Linked DNA regions of Mus musculus: regions 2, 3 and 4 are each linked to region 1. A link is a contact called in public promoter capture Hi-C data. All regions are on one chromosome and are shown on one strand. The core of a region is the stretch at or near the end of the contact, and the rest is flanking DNA. Distances in the headings are between cores, read along the strand shown.

Region 1 (3,614 bases), core at 88-2,587:
TTTAATTGTTGAGTTGAAACTATGTGAACAAAACCACAACCCATGAAAAACTATTATTAATGGAAATGATAATGGGGCCTTTACGTATCATAAGTCAAAAGTATAGATAGAAGGGAGGTGTTGCCGGAAATTAGATTTTTAAAAAGAATCGACAATCCCTAAGGCAAATCAAGACTATTTGACCAGGTGGTGGCTTGGAAACGTTCTTAGAGCAACAACAGTGCACATATGTGTGTGGTTGTTGTTGATTGCCTTTGAAACAAGGTCTCACTAAGTTTCTTCATCCTCTGGAGTAGCTGGGGCCAGGTTCTGACTTATCTTTTAAAAATAATATACAATCTCCCATTTAGTGAGGTGAAATTCCAGGTGGTAAGGGCAAGAGGCTTCTTGAAGGGGACGCGGCAGATCTGGAGGAGGTATGGAGGACACCTGGACAGACACAGTTGGTAAGTGCTGGAGGAGGTAGGGAAGAGCAAAGGGTGGTGCTGGCATTAGTGGCATGCCGGGAACATTTTCCGAAACCAAATGTTGCTGGGGCTATGATACAAATACATTAAAGAAGAACGGAAAACATGTTCTATGATATTAAGACCTTTAGTTCTATGGAAAAGTGATTTTTGTCTAGGCCGTTTTAACATTTTCATCCCCTGTAACTAATGCTAACTCAATTGGCCTCCTCTTTCCATATCCCCAAATGTTGGAATACAGGAACGCTTTCTGCCACCTCGCTCGCTCAGCGTGTGGCCATTCCCATGTAGGGATCTTGGAATATATGTTTTTCCTAACAGATGCACAAAAATTACCAACCCACATGAGAATCACCTTTTCTTCCTCTTGGCCTGATTGATTCCAGGTTTGTAAGCAAACACTAAGCTGGTGAGCAGTCCTTAATTAGGAGATGTTGTTATATTTTCCTAAGCAATGGATCTTGACCAGGGGGGTAAGCTCTTTGAGGATGAAGAATTTGTAAACGAGGTCTAGGATGCAGCTATAAAGTCTTTTTCTCTAGAGCTGAGAGGGCGAAGGGTGCCCGGGCCGGGCCTGGGATTGGTCCTTTGTGGTAATAATGCAGCTTGAGGTTGGAAGGAAGAGTGGAAGCAGCCTGAGAGCAGCAGGGTTGCAGTCCGGGCTAGCCTGAGGCACACACGGTGCAGGCTGCAGGCTGTCCCACTCACACCGCCCACGGAAGAGAAAGAACCCAGGTCAGCCAGCCACTGCAGCGGGCTCGTCTCCGAGGGCGGGAGGCAGTGCGCGCGCGGGCGGGCGGGCGGGCAAGCGGGCGGAGGCAGCCAACGGCGGAGGCGCCCACTCCCCCGGTCCCTGTGCCCCGCCGCTCGTCTCCCGCCGCCGCCGGGCGCCCGCGCGCTCGGCTCTTTCCGCCGCCGCGCGCTGCCCCGTGCGCTCCGGCACCTTCGGCAATTTCCGTCGGGCCCTGGCCGCCATTTTCTCGCCGCTTGTGTGGCTCGCTGGCTGCGTGGCTCGGTTCTTGGGAGCGAAGCTTTGTCCGGTTCGGCAATGGACGGGTAGGTACCGGGAGCCCGTGAGGAGATGGGCGAGGGAGAGGAGGCCGGCGAGGCGGCGGCCGGGATCCGGGTCGGGTCGGGTCCCGGGAAGCGGGGCTCGGGCGGCCCCTCCCAGGCCGCGCCGCCGTTACCCAACCCCCGCCCCATCACACACACCCCTCCCCGGGCTTCCCTCGGCCGCTCCGGCTACCGGCTCGAACCGCAGCCGCGGCTGGGAGGCCGGGGAGGCCTCGGGGCTGCTGTGGGGACGCGGGGCGGCCCGACTGCGGGGGATGGGGCGGGAAGCCCGGGGCGGCCCTGCCCCCTCGGGAGCCATGTCGACGCCGCGGGGAGACCCGAACCCTGGGGTGGCGGCGGCGGCGGCGGCGGCGGCGCGGGCGCGAGCGGGCCAAGCCGCGGAGGCCTGTGCGGAGCGCGAAGCCTGAGCGAGGCCCGCCATCCCCGGCCTCGCCCGAAACGCCGCGGCCGGAGCGCCGAGTGGGAGCTGCGGGGAAGGGGAGGGCGCGTGGCGGCGGGAGGGAGGAGGGCACATGTCACACTCCTTTGTTTTCATCCGAGTCTGGGAGCGGGGGCGGGAGGCCATCGGAATGCCTTTACCACCACCACAACGACAACAACAAGAATTCGGGGCTCGGCCCACAGGGCCCAGAAATTAAGCCATAAACAAAACCAAACCCCCATGAAGTGTTGGAGAGGCAGCATCAGTCACATGGGCAAAGGCCACAAGCCACGCAAGGCAGACAACAGATAATCCACACAGGGTTGGCCTTCCCCCGCCCCCTACTTTGATTAGTTTCTGGAGGAAAAAAAAATACAAAAATAAAAACAAACACCCCCCCCCCCACACCAGCCCCCCAAGCAAATATGGAACATGGATCAGAGTCGTGTTGCATCTTTGGAGAGGCTGGGCGTGAAGACCGGAGGATGCTGAGTGAGATGAGAGAGCTGTGAGAAGAAAAGAGGAGGCTCACCAATGTCGCGCCCTTGTTAACTCCACATCCCGAACGACCCAGTTCAACTCATTGTTCAGAGAAGGGGGCCACAGTTCACAGCCCACAGAGAGGAAGGGGCACGAAAAGAGACCCAGTGAACATGAACCTTTATTAAAATTGAGGGTCTGGATTTGACGAGTCTAAGAAAGTAAAATCCGAGTTTATTCAATAGGTTATCAGTCTAGAGTTAGTTATCTGGTGTTTTAGAAGAGATAATAAAAAGGCTTTAAACATCATTGCCACAAATTACCTTAATGGGATATTATTTACCACAGGAAATGTAGCTTTAGACATGTGAATTATCCCCAGACAGTTTTCCAATTTCCAGATTTTGTTTAGGTTACCAAAGAACTCACTCAACGTTGCTGATGTCAGTATATAAGCACGTTAGGAATAGTATAGTGTTTCTGCATTTTCATCTTGCTGTTAAAGGTTCTTAAAAATGATCATAAACTGACTGAAACGTCGAATGGTTCAAAATTATTTCTAAAAAAAAAAAAAAACAAAAAACAAAAACAAAAAACCTCCAGGTAAATAATAGTTAAAAAAAATTATCACTGAGCATCTGTGTATTGCCAGGGCCTGGGTAATTTATAAAAGATCTTAAAAGTTTTAAAGTTAAGCATTGATCATTAGAAGAGTAAGAGGTTGACACTTTTATTTTTTCCTTTACAGAATTGTCACTGAGGTTGCTGTTGGTGTGAAGGTAGGAGATTATGTTTGAAAGTAACGTGGAAACTGGGGATGTTGGATATGGTACCATTGTAAAGAGTGGAAAATTTCAGTTAGCCTTGACAACAAAAGCCAAGCTTAAAATATTTCCTTTAATTTGTAAAGTCAGAGTCTATAAACAACTGTACAGTTGGATATTGATAATGACCATGGTATGTTAATTACTTGATAATAAGCAGATTTTTTTTTAACCTCTTTAAGTAGTGTAAAGTGTTAGTTTAAAACAGTTGACTCTGATTAAAGTGAAATGTGTGTGCTAGGCATGAATCACACTGGTAATCAGTTGTCCTGACATGGAAGAAGGACACAGTTGCTTTAAGTCCTTCCAGCTTGAGTTGTTGAAGAGCTTTCTTGTGTGTGTAGGTTT
Region 2 (3,546 bases), core at 694-3,193, 2.5 Mb before region 1:
GATAAGGTGCAAAGGGTACACTGAACCCAGTGCCGGGAGGAGCTACGGCTCTAAGCCAAGATGCAGAGACACCTTTGAGAGAAACAGGCCAAGTGGGCAGTTCAAACAGCGGCCCAACTCAGCTGGAAGCTGAGCACAGGCTGGGCTAGGGAGCTGGTTCCCCAATCTGACCAGTGAAGGCTCTCAACTTACAACGAAGGAGTCCAGGCGCTCTTGTAGAGCCTGCCTCACTAAAAGAGCAGAAGCCCGTCTGTCTCTGACCACTGAGACCGACCTTACAATATGACCTAACTTAGGAAATGTAGCCTTTAACCAGGATTTGTTTACCTTTCTGATGATCCAGTTGATAACAAGCATGTTGTGTGCAGAGTATTTTCATACCCCATCTTTTCCTTACCACAACTACTTGATGAGAGAATATTACTCAAGGTTAAAGTTATAGCCGGGAAAACAGTCTCAAAGTCAAATAGCTCCTAGGTGTAACTGTTTCTTTTTTAAAATGTTTCCATTTATCTTATTTATTTTTTGAGCCAGGACCTCATCACATGGTAGCCCAGGCTGGCCTCGAATTCTACATTCTATTGCCTTAGCCCACTGAGGCTGCGTATTAGAAGAGCCCACCACCATACCCAGCTTATTACTCCCCACACATAATTGCACATCTGTCTTGTTTTGTTGTTTTAAGTAGTATACATGTTCCATATTATCAATACGCCTCTGCAATGAGTTGCACGGTCCATGGAGAACCACTGGCTCAGGAATGGGCCATTAACACAAATATAACACATTTTAATTCTAGATTAATCTGTCACTTCCAACTACACATTAGGTTTTTTGGGGGCGTGGGGGTTGGGGCTGACACTGGGTAGCCCTAGCTGTCCTGGAGTTCAATATACAAACCAGGCTGACCTCGAACTCAGAGATCCTACTGCTATTGCCTCCCTAGGGGCCGGGATTAAAGGCGTGTACCACCTGCCCCTCTTTAATGGTTTTGAAGCAAATACAATGTTAACATCCAGTAAGTTATTTGTCCCAAATCCAAATTCAGTACAATAGAGAAAGCAATGTCAACAATATCAAAGTTAAACCTATTGTTAGTCCATCTACCAAACACTAAACCTTTATCTTTCCTTTACCTTGGCTAAGGGAGAGGGACGGAAGATGAAGACGCGGGGCTGCAGTGGCTCTGTCCAGCCAGACAGGGGACCCGGTGGCCCTCAAGAGTTGTGCGATCAACTCCGACCGGCGGAGGCGCCCCTCGCCCCGCAGTGGCACCTGCCAAGCCGGGATAGTACCCAGCTCACTTCGGTACCTCCGAAGCGGGTCGAGCTCCGGAGAGCCCTGCTTGTCCCCACTTCGAGGAGACCCTCGGCCCCCACCGTGCTCACCTCCTCGCTGTGCGTGGACGGGCACTTTTTTCGCAGGCGGCCCCAGTTGAGCAGGTTCCCGGTCTGCAGGTGCAGGGTGCTGGCCCGCGCCAGGAGCGCCCCGGCCGCGCGGCTGTCGGTGCCCATGGCAGCTGCCGCCGGAGGGGACCGGGTAGCGCCGGAGCCGCGGAGAGATGGCGAGCGGGCGGGCAGGCGGGCGGGCGAGTGGGCAGACGGCTGCCTCGCAGGGCGCGGCGGTGCCCCAGGCCCCAGAGGAGAGCGCGAGGCTGCCGACTCCGCGCGGCCACAGCCCGGTGTGCGCTCGGGCCCGAGGAGGCCGGGCGGCGACGGAGAGGCGGTCCCGGAGGGAGGGAAGGAAGGGAGGGAGGCGCCGGCGCGGACGGTCGCTGCGGCTTCTGCGGCCGCCACCGCCGCCGCCGCTGAAACGAGGGAGCTGTTTCCTGGAAGACAATGACTAAGCAGAAACCTCACCCGAGAAAGTGCTTCGTAACCGTTACTCGTCCCGCGGCGGGCCAGGGGCGGGGCGCAGGCCCGCGGGTGACTGGCCCTCGGCCTGCGGCGGGCGTGGCGCCGGGCGGCCGGGAGCGGGCGGCGCCGCGGGGGAGAACAGCGCGCGGACGTGCGCCCCCTGCCGGCCAGAGCGCGGCGCGCGGCCTACGCCGCCAGCGCCTCGTGAGAGTTGACGGTGCGCCCGGGAGCGCCGCTCAGCCAATGGCCGCCCGCGCTGCGGCCCTGGACACGCCCTCTTCGAGAGGACCGCCGGAGGTCCATCCTCCCAGGCCTTGAGAGCGTGCCTGCTTCTGTGTCTAAGGAGCTGATGCGATGGCGCGAGTGTCTCATTGCCCGCGCCCCGCTCTGTTTTTTAAATTTATTTTTATTTTTTCCTTTTGCTTTGCTTTGCCCAAGAGTCTTTCCCCCAAACTGATCATTCTTCTTCCAGCGTGTTGATTTACCTATTTGCTGGTGCTGTATGAAACCAGAGAGTACAACTTTAATTTTCCCCTTTCAGAAGCCTAATCCTTCGAGAGAAAGGCCTCAGCCCATGAAACATTAAACAATAAAAATACCACGGGGCAGTTAGTTTCCAGGTCAGTTAAGCATAAGGAACAGATGGTAACAGAGAACGTTTTATGATTCACACTTTTACAAGTTGTTCGTGATTCTTCCCCATTCCCACTGGAGATGGCTGGGTATAATAGCAAACTGACCGTTTATTAAAGTTTTACCCAGGAAACAAACTTTTTAACAAACCAGTCAGGTATGTTAGAGCCAGGTGAGATTTTCATTATAAGGCGGCAAAATCTTTTCAAAAGAAACATGAATCTGAGTTGGTAAACTACTAAGAAATAGGAAAGGCTGGAAGATCGTTCCAGAAAAAGTGAGGCTGGTGTTGGGTACATCTTTGTGCACATCCAATGAGCAAGAATCCATGGAGAAGAGGTTTCCCAGGAGCAGCCCCTCACATGGCCTTACTTAAATATAAACAATTGATTCTTCTGATGAATTTTTTATGGTCATTGTTAGACTTTTGATTATATTCTCTTAAAAGTCCATGTAAATATTTGGTTAAAACTTAGTGGTCGCCGGGTGGTGGTGGCACACGCCTTTAATCCCAGCACTTGGGAGGCAGAGGCAGGTGAATCTGTGAATTCATGGCCAGCCTGGTCTACATAGAGAGTCCCAGGACAGCCAGAGCTAGGTAGAGAGACTCTGTCTCAAAACAAACATACAAAAATATTGTTTATTTGTGTGTATGTGTGTTTTCTTCCATGAGTTTATGGGCACCGTTCAGGGCCCCTGGAGGCCACAGGACATCAGATCTGCCGTTGGGTAGGTAGTTGTGATGAGTTACTAAGAGAAGGTATGGTGAGTCCTTAGTTCAGTACTTGGCTTATAATAAATGTTCAGTAAGTGAGAACTACTATTTATGGTGCTGGGGTCGAAGGCTTACACATGCGTTCTGACAGTGGGCATCCCTAGCCCTCAAAATTGTTGTTGTATTCTACTCTCTCCTGTTATAACCTGACTATCACAGGCTGGCACACTCAGGAGTGCACGGAGGACTTCACGTTGTTTCTGAGATGTACATTTGTAGACCCTTTGAGACCACACGTGGTAGCACGCGCCTACAATTCCTCCACTCGGCAGGCTGAGGCAG
Region 3 (3,203 bases), core at 390-2,889, 2.5 Mb before region 1:
GTCCTCTTCATCCAGACTCTTACAATTCTCCTTTCTAACTTCTGTAAGAGACACAACATTGGCTCGTTTTTCCTCTTGGATATGCAAATTTTGGTGGTTTTGGGCTGTCAGTTTTTTCCCTGAATTTCTGGGGCTGGAATCATCAAAGTCACTGTTGTAAGTTTCACTATCAGAAACATTTGGCATATTTCTCTGAGAAAGTGGTCTTGCTGATAACTGAGTAGCATCTGAGTCCTCTGAACACACAGACATACCCACAATTTGCTTTTTATTTCCTGGTGTAATCTTAGTATCGTTTTTCTCAGCTGGGAACTGTAATTTCTTCTTCACATTCCTGGCTGTTGTTCTCGGCAAGATCTCTAACGATGAAATGCCTGAGCAGGACAACTCAGCATCAGATACAGTTCCCGACTGTGATTCTTGGCTTGAATCTCTTTGAGAATTAGCCTTATTTCTGCTGCTTCTCTCTGTGGAAGGTACAACCATAGAAACCCCTGAAACATGAGACTCTGCTTCAGAAACAACAACTTCATCAGCAGATGCATGCTGAGGGGCTACTTTCTGCCTTTTCCTAACAGTGGACTTTGAGGTGGAAGCAATTACGATCTGCCGTTTCCTAGTTACTCTTACAATGGGCTCTTGGTCCTCTAACACAGAAGTAACCCCAGAAGTGTGGGACTCCGTTTCAGAAGCCTCGTCATCAGAAATAAGCACAATGATCTCCGCTGGGCCTGTGGTTCTGCTGCTGCTGCGTGAGTGCTGTTTCTCAGCAGGCTGCGATTCAGCTGTGCTGCCATCGGATCCCGATTCCTTTGTGCTTTCTAGATGTGTCCCAATTCTCCGAGGAGCAGACCTCTGAAAACCAAAACAAACACAATATAGTGTAGATAGGGCAGGGACAAGGGTAAAGGTGGCATGGCCTAAGGAACAAAACTCAAGAAGGTACAAAACGAAGACAAACTCACGATAAGATATTTCTTTTACTTGCCTCATCCTAGGCTTCAGAAAGCAGAACTAAAAAAACTTTCTCTACTTAAAGAAAGAGGAGGTAAATTTTAAATCATTTATAGAAGCGCAGGGAGGGGGGGGAGTTGAATACTAATTGAGCACGTGTTTAGGAGTGTGTAAGGTAATCCGATACTTGCCTGGATTTCTACAACAGGAAAGGGCTGCTCTATAGCCCTTACCACACAATCTAAAGAGCATAGCACCAGAAGACAACCAGAGGCTCTGAGTGACGCCACCGCCGCCCTTCAGTTGCCGGAGGGGTTAGTGCTCGGCCATGCCAGTCTCTCCACGTGAAAACGGTGCTCCTCCTATCCCCCAAACCAGGCTTGGTCGAGGTGGCGGGCATTAACTTTCCCCGGTACTGTCCTAACAGTAAACTTAAAAGGCCTCGCCTGCGCAGGGCACGCTACCGAAACTCCCGTAAGAGCCCTGAAAGACCCCCAGGTCCGAGCCAGTCCGGCGCAGTACCACGCGCGACCCGCTCGGTTCCTCGTCGCTCTCCTCCGCCCTGCCGAGCCGCTCTGCTCAGCGGCGAGGAGACCCGGAGAACCTGAGACCCAGCTCACCTTCTGCTGGGAGCTTTCTTGGAGCCTGGTCCGGGAGAGCCCGGACCTGGTGACCACCATCTTTCCGACTCCGGATTCCCGGCAGCCAGCGCGGCTTCCTCTGTTCCGACGCTTCGGAAGTGCGTCGAAACAGGAACTCGCTTAGGTTTCCCTGCGGAAACCGCGGCTCGGGAGAATCGTTCCTTCCCCGGCTCCACTGCAGTTCTGGCCAGCGGTCTCCGCCATCGGACTAGTGCGGGTCAGCGGGGGGTGGGGGGGTGGGGTGTGTGTGTTGGGGGGGGGGGGGGGCAAAAGCAGCTCCGCCTCCAGTTCCCAGCTCGTCCGCTGTGCGGTCCTCAGCGAGGAGGACCTCCTCGCCGTTTAACACAAAATGGGAAGTCGCATCATTTACTCTGCTTTCCATCCCCCTCACCCCCCACCCCCGTGCAGTAATTGTGAGATCTTTGGCGTAAGTCTTTACGGAAGCCAAAGGAGACTTTATTTAGTCCTTTTAGAAAACAGTATTTTAATAACTTAATAAATGAGATTCCGATATTTGATTGGGATACAAGGATGTATGTTAAATGCACCCAAGTTTTCGGAGAATAATTAGAAAGCTGTGGGATTTAACTAAAATGTCTCGGGATTTGAAGTACGCCTTTTTTTTTTTTTTTTTTTTTTTTTTTTTTTTTTTTAAATAAAAAAGGTGAAAGACGTTGTGAAGGACGGGGATTAAAGTTTTTTGTTTTTTTACAATGGAAGTAAGAGACTAGCCAGAATCAAAAGAGTTTTAGGATTTTTGTTTTGAGACAAGATCTCTCTACATGGCCCTGGCTGCCCTAGAACTCACTATTTAGACCAGCCTGATCCTGAACTCACAGATATCCATCTGCCTCCCAAGTGTTGGGATCCATGGGCCACAGCACCTGGCTGAGGTGTTTTAGTTTTTGTTTTGTTGGATGAAAGATGGAGAACTAGAATATGTTGAAAGGCTACAAAGGAATCGAGGAGGGGGTAAAGGAATTAGTGTTGGAAGCAAGAAAAAAAAAAGGGGGGGTTCGTTTTCCTTCACTTTTTAACACAAAATTTTTCCTAAAAACCTATCTTTCCATGGATACATTACTTCTACATTAAATTGCTCTCCTTGGAGCCAGGTATACGTAGTAACCAACTTTTGATTGTTAGATGTTGTCTTAAAACACTAGCCTCATGCTTACTTAGTAAAATAGGGTTTTTTTTTGTTTTTGTTTTCCTGGAGAACTGTGGTCTCTGGTTTCCACACAGCCATTGTGTGCCCTGAGGAAACAGCCTATCTTTAGGAGTGAGAGAACAAGAAAGTGAAGAACAAGAAAACGAGTTCCTGCGCATTTGTGGAACTTGAAGACAAGAATCTTCAAGCTCTTGACAGGCTGGGCTTAGTGAAAAACCCTATGACAAGTGCGGGCTGTTACTTTTCAGTTTAGGCTTTAAAGGGTTCTTCTATCTTGTTCTTTCTGGGGGAGGTACTGATCTTCCATGTATTTTTATTATGCATTTTAAAAAAAGATTTATTTATTTATTTATATCAGTACACTGTAGTTGTCTTCAGCCGCACCAGAAGAGGGGGAAGGCATCAGATCTCATTACAGATGGTTGTGAGCCACCATGTGG
Region 4 (3,734 bases), core at 965-3,464, 2.0 Mb before region 1:
TATGTTTCCAGAGAAATGGAACCTGGCGTCTACTTTTCAACTCAGGTTTAATATCGGCAGTGGATCTAGTTTGCTCTGAACCTCTCAAGCACTACTGCATTTAGACTTTATACTTCTTCTCTATGTGCACACATTTCCTCATCCTTTCTTGGTGATGGGGGCTGCAGTCCTTCTGTATGCTGTCCCTCTGTGCTGTCCCTCTGTGCTAAAGCTAACTTTGTTAGACTGACCCTCAGTGTTTTTTATCAGATGGGCATATCAACAACTAGAAAACATTGTAGCTTGTATAATCTCCCTTCCTTCCTTCCTTCCTCCCTTCCTTCCTTCCTTCCTTCCTTCCTTCCTTCCTTCCTTCCTCTTCCTGCCCCTTAGACTCTTCTATGCTTCTTGAGTAAGGGTATTTTGTAGAATATTTTGTCAGTGAATTATTCTTGCCTTTTTTTTCCTGAATGCTTTGAAATCTATTTTCTTTCTTTCTTTCCTTTTCTCTCTCTCTCTTTCTTTCTCTCTTTTCTTCCTTCCTTCCTTTCTCTTTCTTTTCTTTTCCTTTTTAAGATTTATTTATTTTATGTATATGAGTGCACTGTAGCTGTCTTCAGAAACCTGAAGAGGGCATCAGATCCCATTACAGATGGTTGTGAGCCACCACGGAGTTGCTGGGAATTGAACTCAGGACCTCTGGAAGAGCAGTCAGTGCTTTTAACTGCTGAGCCATCTCTCCAGCCCGAAATCTATTATCCTACAGATGATGTTTTCAATCAGTTTTAGGAACTCTCCTTTCATTATTACAAACTCTTCTCCCCCAAGTTTCCAATGCTTTTATACTGCGCTGCAACTCACTAGTGAAACAATGCCTACCCAAGTCCTCCCACCTGCTAGCAGACTCCTTTGGCCTTAGGGTGTAGCTTTGACGTCATCCTATTTGTCAAGTGTTAAGGAAAAGTTCTAGGAAAATTCTAAATTCTCTTATTGGTATTCTCATAGCACTTAGTTCACTTCTCTAAGCTGACACTTAAACTCATCCATATTTTTCTTCATGTTTTTCTTCTGCACCAGCCTCTGGAGAATAAGGGATTGATTGTTCATACTTGTATTCTCTGTGCCAGGCATACCTAATTACCTAAGTGATTCCCAGGGTAATGGGAAAACACACAAACGGCATATGGAGGATTTGGTACAGGCTCTACTTCTGCGTAACTTAGACTTTTGACGATTGTTGAGCACCTGCACACAGCACACACCACGGTGTGTGGTCTTTGCCATTCTCATAACCATTTAACCATTCACACAGAGAAAACACCTAGGCATCACTGTTTCATTGGTTCCTTTTATGCGTAGGCAACATTTATATATTTTGTGAGGTTTTAGAAGCTTCCTTTCTGACACTTGCTTCTCGACAGTTTCTTAAACTGAAAACAGCCATTCATTAAGTTATTGTGCATGCGCTAGACTAAACGCTAGGGATAACACTTTCTGCATGATAGGGGTGGGACAGGAGAAGAATGCTGTAATCTGTAAAGTTCGTCTGCTTCTGGGAGTAAGGCCAGCATTAATACAACGCACGATTGTTATTTCTGAATGTCCCTTTGCAAAGAACAGAGTTTCTCAAACTTTCTTTGACCAGACCTAACATAAAGAAATACATTTTTTTATCGCCATCCTTGTACATATCTACCAAAAAAGAGTAATTGTTTCTTAAAACTCCTTTTTGTCACGCACTCTGAGCTTTTTCCCACTACATTATTTTTATAAAAAAATTAACAGAGTGGTGGACCCGTCCTCCCAAACCGATTTTACAGAACTAGAGACCTAATCCACGGCGACTTGAAATAAGATTATCTGATTGTAGTCTTTCTTTTCCAGGTCTCCCTTCACTCCTTAAGTTGCAAATATTGACCTTTTTAGTGATGGGGCCGTTCCCCTCCTCCCCCGGCTTCTTTAAGAGGGTGGTACCGACCCATCCAGGGGGTGGCGGAGGGGCAGGGCCCACGGAGTCCGTGGCGCAGGCCCGGCCCGCTCTTCCAGTTCTTGTGAAAGAAAGCTAGGGTGTGTGCAAGCAGAGATCGCAAGGCCGAAGCGTGGGCTGCTGGAGACCGGCGCGGAGGACTAGCGTTGTCTGCCCGCCGCGTTTCCGGCCGAGTCCGCGGGGGTCCGCGCGTGCGCAGAGCGTCCCCCCGGGGAACGACCCTTTCGATCGCCCCGCGCCCGCGCGCGCGCCCGGGAAGCCAAAGTCCACGGTGGGCTCGGCGCGGCGGCGCGCGCCAGGGGGCGTTCCCGCGCGGCCGGCCCCGCCCTCTCTCGGCGCCGAGCTATCCTCCCAGTTTCCCCCGCGGTTCCTGCACTGAGGTTGTCGCCGGCGCGTCCCCTATCCCGCGGCTCGCTCGCCCTGCCGGTGCCATGGCGGCCTTCAGCAAGTACTTGACGGCACGGAACACCTCGCTGGCGGGGGCCGCGTTCCTGCTGCTCTGCCTACTCCATAAGCGGCGTCGCGCCCTCGGCCTGCACGGGTGAGGCTCGCGGCCGCGCCGCCTTCCCCGGGCCCGAGCGGGGAGCTCCGGGCGCGCGCCTTGCCCTTCTCTCCCAGGTCCCGAGCTGCGCGGGTGCCCGCGGAACCGGGCCAGCGGTCCCGGAGCCCTGCGGCCCTCAGCCTGGCGGCCGCCGCGCAATCTCAACACCACGGGAGGGAGGAGGACACGCCGCGTCCCTGCGCCCCCGCGCCCCCTCACCATCTCCCCGTGCATGTCAACTTTATGGGTGCATTCTGGTTTTGCCATCTCATCGCCACTGAACGCTAAGGTTTGCGTTCGTTCGGGATGGGCATTTTACTCGCCAGCTCGACTCCGGAGTAGTGGCGGTGGATAGTAGCCAGGGGCGTTCCTGGGGTTTTCTGGGTCCAGTGGGCACGATTTTCTTCTAAAGCGGTGCCCTCTTTTTCCGGAATTGGTCAGTGAATGCCCTCATTTGGAAAGGTTGAATTGGCTCAGCGGTGTGTGGAGGACAAAGTTTCCTCCGTCGACTTTATAGGTGAAAGGTGAAAGTGTGTTTTAGGTGAAGATCACTTGTTAATTACACCATACAGCTACCTGCCTGGAGAGAATGTTAAAGTTTACTTTGAACTTTTGGGAGATTAGGAAAGAAGGGAGAATTGAGTTCTGGGGGTGGGATTACAGGCACAATTTTAACTTCTTGTCGCCCATTTGATTTCAGCGAGCGACAAAGAAAAGGTTACTTCCTAACTAAGCATTCTTACTAGTGTTTGGATATTTAGTGTCCAATCTTAGAATAATGCTTTCATGCATTTTATTTCATCAACCCTCTGGGTAGGTACTATTTATTGTCTCCTGCTTTTGGTTTGCTCGGACTATCTTATTATTAGAATTTGGCCTAAAATACTAGCAGAGAGCTCCATGTATCCTTTCATGAAGTATTTTCTGTCTTATCTACTTTGACTTGCTCATTGGCTGCAGCATTGGCCCTTCTCTTCCTAAATCAGCTTTACAAAATAATGATATGCCTCTCCTTCACATACTATTCGTCCTTTTTAAGGGTTCTTGGAGGGGGACGATTAATTTGAAATATTTTTCTATTAGATCGTGCCCTTTCTGAACTCTCATTTGGGATTAGAAGTTATCAGTTACTTGGAATGTGCCGATAGAACATAGTAAATGCTTTACATTTAATTACTTGAATTAGTCTTTGTAGGGAAGCGTTTCAGCGCCTAGAGTAGGTATTTT

Evidence for each region. Promoter capture Hi-C pulls out the DNA fragments that hold promoters and counts their contacts. Capture Hi-C pulls out chosen DNA fragments and counts their contacts.
Region 2: a promoter capture Hi-C map of pre-B cells shows a contact between it and region 1, with 9 times the contacts expected there. The contact joins the promoter of Gclm here to the promoter of Ptbp2 in region 1. A contact is called at or near these places in 2 of 39 promoter capture datasets (embryonic stem cells and pre-B cells) and 1 of 484 Hi-C or Micro-C datasets (the G1E-ER4 cell line).
Region 3: a promoter capture Hi-C map of pre-B cells shows a contact between it and region 1, with 2.7 times the contacts expected there. The contact joins the promoter of Dnttip2 here to the promoter of Ptbp2 in region 1.
Region 4: a contact with region 1 is called in a promoter capture Hi-C map of adipose tissue, with 2.7 times the contacts expected there. The contact joins the promoter of Abcd3 here to the promoter of Ptbp2 in region 1. A contact is called at or near these places in 2 of 39 promoter capture datasets (hippocampal neurons and pre-B cells) and 1 of 9 other capture datasets (adipose tissue).

What each region holds. Positions count from the first base shown.
Region 1 is chr3:119,781,111-119,784,724 of GRCm38.p6, reverse strand. Ptbp2 (polypyrimidine tract binding protein 2) reads left to right here and starts at 1,337. Exons shown (of 14, transcript NM_001310711.1): 1 at 1,337-1,523; 2 at 3,191-3,221. The coding sequence starts at 1,516.
Region 2 is chr3:122,243,954-122,247,499 of GRCm38.p6, reverse strand. It overlaps Gclm (glutamate-cysteine ligase, modifier subunit), which reads right to left and starts at 1,943. Exons shown (of 7, transcript NM_008129.4): 1 at 1,389-1,943. The coding sequence starts at 1,514. Gm46822 (a long non-coding RNA gene) reads left to right here and starts at 3,128. Exons shown (of 6, transcript XR_001783970.1): 1 at 3,128-3,546.
Region 3 is chr3:122,272,850-122,276,052 of GRCm38.p6, reverse strand. Dnttip2 (deoxynucleotidyltransferase, terminal, interacting protein 2) reads right to left here and starts at 1,639. Exons shown (of 7, transcript NM_153806.1): 1 at 1,575-1,639; 2 at 1-855. The coding sequence starts at 1,634.
Region 4 is chr3:121,813,782-121,817,515 of GRCm38.p6, reverse strand. Abcd3 (ATP-binding cassette, sub-family D (ALD), member 3) reads left to right here and starts at 2,214. Exons shown (of 23, transcript NM_008991.3): 1 at 2,214-2,507. The coding sequence starts at 2,398.